2 separate regions of the Callithrix jacchus genome follow, and region 1 is linked to region 2. Evidence: chromatin contacts called from public Hi-C data. All regions are on one chromosome and are shown on one strand. The core of a region is the stretch at or near the end of the contact, and the rest is flanking DNA. Distances in the headings are between cores, read along the strand shown.

Region 1 (3,108 bases), core at 476-2,975, 94 kb after region 2:
TGACCTAAGTCTGAATCCCAGTTGTTCTATTTTTGCTTCTATGTGACCATGGGCAAGTAAATAAACCTCACTAATCTCAGTGTCTTCATCTGTAAAATGGGAGAATACATTAATATTAGTCTGATTTCATTAGGTAGGGCTGTGTAAGAAACAATCCTAAATCTCAGTGGCTTATAACCATAAAAGTTTATATTTCATTCATGTCATCTCAAATGTGGGCTGCTTCACATTCCTTTTCTTCCAGGACCAAGGCTGAAAAAGCAGCCCCACCTGAGACAGACTGCTCTCATGAAAGGAAACATTTCTCTCGTTGAAATACATAACAGCTCTTAAAGCTTCTGCTCAGATGTCGTGAGAGACACTTCTGCTTGTATTTCACTGGTTAAAAAAAGATCATAGGATCAAGCCTGACATCAGTGAGGCTGAAAAGAATGCTACTCCCACAGGAGGCACTGCAGTTGCATAGCGACAGGTGATGATGTACACTCCTTAACCGGAAGAGCAACTTAATAGGATCAACAATACCACCTACCAGAGAAGAATAATACCTTCCTTACTGATGTGAGATTTAAATGAGGTGAGGCCCGTGGAATGCTTAGCACAGTAGTCTACACTTAATAAAAGGTTTGATAAATGTTAGATGCCATTATGATTATTACCTCCTGGTGCTGCTGAAAATTTTTCTCTTCACTATACTGAGCTAAACCTGACCTGAGAGGAAGAAAAGCAGGAGTTGTAATTATTCCCAATATTTAATTTGGAGACAAAACTTTGAGTCTAAGGGGCACAGGCTTTGGAGTAATGTGGACTCCTTATGAGGACTGATGATCTTAGACAAATTAAAGTGTTTGAGCCTTACTTTCCTCAACTCAAAGGCTGAGACTTGGAACTGTGTTGTAGGCTTGTCAGCCAAATTAGCCCAATCCTGGGCACGTAGTGGGTGCTGAGTATTTGAATTATTGAATGCGGATTTCAGACTTATTTCAGATAGTCAATGAACTGTATGCATAACATAACCCCAGTACCGCCTTTTCCATCTTTTTGGGTCTCAGCTCAAATATCATCTCCTCAGAGATATTTCCCTGACCACCTGATTTAAAGTAACTCCCCTGCCTCCAGTCACTTTTCCCTGTTTCCTGTCGTTAGAGCTCTTGTAACGCCTTGAAACCGTCTTGTCCATTCACTGTTATGCAATATCTGTCTCTGCCACTAGAAAGCAAGTGCAACGCAGTCAGGATCATGTTTTCTTATTTCCACCTTCTGCCGTGGGCCTCTGGCATTCTCATCCGTAAAACTAGGGGGAGACGGTGAGGAAAGCGAGAAACATGACGTCTAGCCAGTCCACCGGGGTCTCACGCCCCTTCCAACTCAAGCCTCGTATTCCTTCCAAGCTGGACTACCCCTTCGGTCACCCCCTTCGGTCACCCTCTTCGGTCACCCTCTTCGGTCACCGACGTGGCCCGCAGCGAGGCCCCGCCCTTTGTGGGTGTGGCCTTCAATGTTGTGCGGGCCGCGGAAGGTGAGTCACGTCACACGCACGCAGGCCCAGCGCCGCGCCAGATCTCGCTATGGGCGGAAAGGGGCGTGGTCATGCGCGAGGACCCCATAGCCGCCAGCGCCACCGCCTGAATTGCCTGCAGGTGGCTGTTCTCGGTTCCCTGCCGTTCAGGCAGATCGAAAGCCACTCTGTTTTGGGGTCCTCGCGCCCCTTCCACGTCTCCCGGAAGCGGCAGCAGGGCCCGGGCGGGTTGGGTAGGAGGTTTACTGAGTTTGGGTCCCTTCTGGGCCCGCTGCTGAGGGGGCGCGGCCCAGGACGGCGATTAGGCCGTGGGTGCAGCTTCTCCGGAGTCCTCAGGTGAGGCGGAGGCGAGGGCCCACTGGACGAGACGGGGGTGTTAACGATCCTAGGAGTCGGGGCGCAGTCCCTTCAGCCGAGACCCTTGTCTGTCCGCCTTCTTTCGGGTCGCGCTCGTCTTCGCCCTATTAGGGGCCTGAGGAGGGTAGCTGGAGAGACCCCTTGGGCTTCAGCCGACGTTGTTTCCTGCCCTCCTCTGTCTTCCACCCGAACCCTGCCTGGCCTCTCCGTCCTTCTTGCACTGAACGAGAGTGGTTGGGAGCGTAGTGGGGGTCTCTACTCTCCTGAGATCCGCAGACTGACAGACCCCAGGGCTCTACCGACTAAGCCTGACCGACTGACCGCCAGTCTCCTTCCCTCTGTGCCGACGCCTGGTCTTTGAAGCAGGCCCTGCCACCGCCCTCTGCACACCCATCCCACGCACCCTCTCTGCCCCTGGGCAGTGCCGGGGGAATTGACGGCTTTGTGCCTGTGAGATGTTTTTGTCAGTGGGGCAAGGGCCCAGGGCCCATCTAAGTATTTATTTAATTAGGTAATCAACATTCATTGCAACATTAACAGCAATTGCATGCTATGTTTTAAAGGCCAATTAATTTTAAAATGGGAGGCAAGATATAAAGAATTAATGAGTGCGTGTTGATTTTTTTATTACTATTTTTGTATAGGCAGGGTCTTGCTAAGTTGCCCAGGCTAGTCTCAAACTCCTGGCCTCAAGTGGTCCTCCCCACTTGGCCTCCCAGTGTGTTGGAATTACAGGCATGAGCTACAGTACCTGGCCTGTATGGCGTTCTTTATGTTACAGAGATTTCATCTCCATTTTCATTTGATTTTTTTATAAACTCCAAAATACATAGGCATGTAATAGTCACATGTGTAAAGAATGAGTTTTTGAGTGTAAAGGATGAGCTTCTTGAGGTTTTTTTAGATTTCGAGTGGTATGGTATAGGGAAGCAAGGCTTAAAACATGGGTTTGGCTCTAGGCTTAGACTTGAGTATCTGAGCTGCTGTCTAAACTCTGTGATCTTTCTAAACCCTTTCCACGTTTGCTTTGGAAAAAGGATGTTGCTGTTTACCACATAATGTGGCTGTGAAAATTACATATGATAAAAGATACATAGGTACCTGTGCACAGCCTCTGTCATATAAAAATTCCATTCAGCAGTATTTATGAGTGCTTACTGTGTGCTAGACTCTGGGAATTCATTGGTGAGCAAAATAGACATTGTAGCCACTGTGCGCCTTGCCCCAAGAAC
Region 2 (2,902 bases), core at 352-2,851:
TGCATCAAATCCGGCTGCCCCCAGGTCCCCAAACATGCCCAGCCCAGTTCACTGGCTTCTCGCCCTCACTGGCCAATCTCCCCTTCTTCACTGGCCGTCACTGCCCATCCTTTAAGACAACTCAATTTCCCCAACAGCCCCCTCCTCTGAGAAGCCTTCCCTGATACACACACACATACTCTTCCCACAGGCTTGGTGGGGTGCCCTCTTCTGGGCTTCCAGCAGCCTCCCCTGTTACAGCACATATCATGTCCTATCATCCTCTGAATATGAATATGAAGCTGTCACCTCTGGGAGGGCACAGCCCATGGTTCACATGGCTCAGGGACCCCAAGCCCAGGGCCTGGGACAGAGTGAGACTGGGTGTATGAAAATGAAAAAAGGAAGGAGTTGGACCAGTGAGCCGGGCACATGCAGAGCTGCAAGCAGCTATGCAGACTCACTCCCCTGACACCCAGAGCACGCCAGTCCTGAGCCCCACTCCTGGCTTTCAAGATGGTGCATCTGTAATAAGCAGAGCACAGGCCTGGGAGGCAGGAGGCTTGAGTTCTGGACCTGGCCCTGTACAAGCTTGCTGTGTGACCCTCAGCAATCCCTGCCCCACTCTAGGACTCAGTTTTCCTGCCCACACAGGCTGACTATGGCTAATCAATTTAATAACTGACTCTCTGGGGAAAAAACAAAAGCTCTGATTTTAACATCTGTCCATTTCCATGGTGTGAATACTCCATGGCCAATTTCAAGTTGGCATCACTGAATGTGGAACTGGAACGAAGTGTGTGCAGTCAGCTCTCCCTGGCCAGTGTGAGCCACCACCAGCTCCAGCACACCTTTGTTCCCCTGCCCTCCCAACACACCGGCCCCCCATGGACTGTGGGGACATGGACACTCTTGGTCCAAGCCTGGCCTGGGCTTGTACTTCCTGACTCCACCCTAGGGGGTCCTGATGCTGAGCCAGGCAAAGCATGGGTGAAATTGACCAACCACTGTTGGGGAGATGGAAGCTTGGGAGGGGTCCCCCTCAGCACCACATCTGGGATCTGGGAAGGGCACCTTCCTCTGCCCCCTCCCAGTGCCTCCTCTACGCTCCATGACTTGAGGGGTGGGCATCCTTCCCTGGGGAGGAAAGCCCAGAGCCGGACAGTCACCAGCAGGTGGATAGGACCCTGGGAGGCCTAATGAAGGACAGGAAGCCCTAAGGCAGCCACTAAAAGGGAGTGGGCCAGGCTTTTCCCCTCCTGAAAGAAATGAGTGATGCCCATAAAGCTCTTGACAGGATCCCTGCCCCTCCTAAGCCCTCACCAGCAGTGGCCCTCATGTTCTCCACCAAGCCAGGATCTTCAGTCGCTCCCGGCACAGGCCTGCTGTTCCCAAGCGAGCCACAAGGGGGCAGCCCCGCACGCAGCGTCACTTGCAACCCAGAGCCCCGGGGAGGCCGAGGCGGCTCCGTGCCGGAGCTTCCCGCGTCTGCTCACCCACTCCTGGGAGGCGGTCGCTGTCCCCACTTCACAGCCAAGGTTCGTAGAACCAAGGCCACACAGGCAGTGGGAGCGGATTTAAAGCCCGCAGGTGTGTGGCGGGGGCCCTAAGGGTGGAGGACGGCGGGCGAGCGCCCTGTGGGCGCCCTGGCTCACGCTGGGCCTTACCCACCCGATTGCGCCCAGCCTGCTTCACCCGGTCCGCTCCCGCTTTACCAAGCCCTGCCCCGCGCAGCTCCTCAGAGCCCCGGGGCCTTTGCAGCCCTAAGGGGCTGGACTGTGCGGCCCGCCGGCACTGTGGGATGCCCAGGCCGGCTCGTACCTCCCTTATCTGTGCTGCCCTCCGTGCCCAGCATTGCGCCTGGGTTGCCAGGGTATTACCTAGAGGGAGGAAGGGAATGAATGAATGAATGGTGGGGAGCCTGTGGACCGGCAGCCAGGGGGCACTCCTCGTTGCAGGGTCTCCGAGACGCCCCTTAATTCATCCCCCAGAACTGTCGGCCCAGCTGGGAGGCGAGGCAGGGAAGGGGGACTGGTCCCCCGCAGGCTCATGGCACAGCCAGGTATGGCGCAGGTGTTGGACTCCCCGCCTGCTGGGCGCCCGCCACCCGCTGTCCATCCAGGGAGGAGCCTGGGCCGGGAGAGGGCAGGGGGGCCGGCCAAGGCCGCCTGGGGAGACAGGGTCCCGCCGTGACCGCAGGCCCCGCGTGTCTCCGCAGGACTTCATCTGCGTGTCGTACCTGGAGCCCGAGCAGCAGGCGCGAACGCTGGCGTCGCGGGCGGACACCCCGGCCCAGGCGCTGTGCGCGCAGTGCGCGGAAAAGTTCGCGGTGGCGCGGCCGCAGGCGCACCGGTTGTTCGTGCTGGTGGACGGGCGCTGCTTCCAGCTGGCAGACGACGCGCTACCGCACCGCATCAAGGGCTACCTGCTGCGCTGCGAGCCCAAGCGCGACTTCCACTTCGTCTACCGCCCCCTGGACGGCGGCGGCGGTGGCGGAAGCCCTCCCTGCCTGGTGGTGCGAGAGCCCAACTTCCTGTGAGGGCGACGCTGGCGGGGCCGGGGGCTGCGAGACGCTCCCCCAGTCACCCCCTGGCGCACCTCTCACCCCGCCGCAGGCCGCGCACCCCCGACGGCGACGCCCACGCAGCACAGGGACACGGGGCTTTCCACGACGTGCTCAGGTCAACGTCGCAGGGCAGTTGTGAAAATATCAGGACGCGCGGCCAAGGCCATTCCTGAGGGCAGGTCATAGCACTGAGACACTGAGAGGCCATGTTCTTCATTAGACGGAAAGGGAAACCGAGGCTCAGAGAGGAGAGAGGAGTCCCGGGCCGCTGCCGCCAACAAACCCGCCTTCTTGACACGCAGCCCCTCCGGCCATTTCCCGTGAGTACCCCCACGCCCACCCCATCCTCGGTGTTTG

The links. A called contact is a pair of places that touch in the nucleus more often than the background predicts.
Region 1: a Hi-C map of skeletal muscle shows a contact between it and region 2, with 3 times the contacts expected there. The contact joins the promoter of GOLGA5 here to the enhancer-like site in region 2. A contact is called at or near these places in 3 of 3 Hi-C or Micro-C datasets (induced pluripotent stem cells and skeletal muscle).

Annotation. Positions count from the first base shown.
Region 1 is chr8:127,630,391-127,633,498 of calJac240_pri, forward strand. It overlaps GOLGA5 (golgin A5), which reads left to right and starts at 1,726. Exons shown (of 13, transcript XM_078335640.1): 1 at 1,726-2,387.
Region 2 is chr8:127,536,915-127,539,816 of calJac240_pri, forward strand. RIN3 (Ras and Rab interactor 3) reads left to right here. Exons shown (of 9, transcript XM_035261314.3): 9 at 2,198-2,902. The coding sequence ends at 2,518. The region is part of intron 1 of LOC108593557 (a long non-coding RNA gene); the gene reads right to left. Among named protein-coding and RNA genes, the nearest start is that of LGMN, 58 kb to the right of the region's middle. Within about 2 kb of position 1,602, at least 5 of the 16 cell types and tissues checked have an H3K27ac peak or open chromatin away from gene starts, as enhancers often do. A contact at or near this core is called in skeletal muscle, where this site is marked.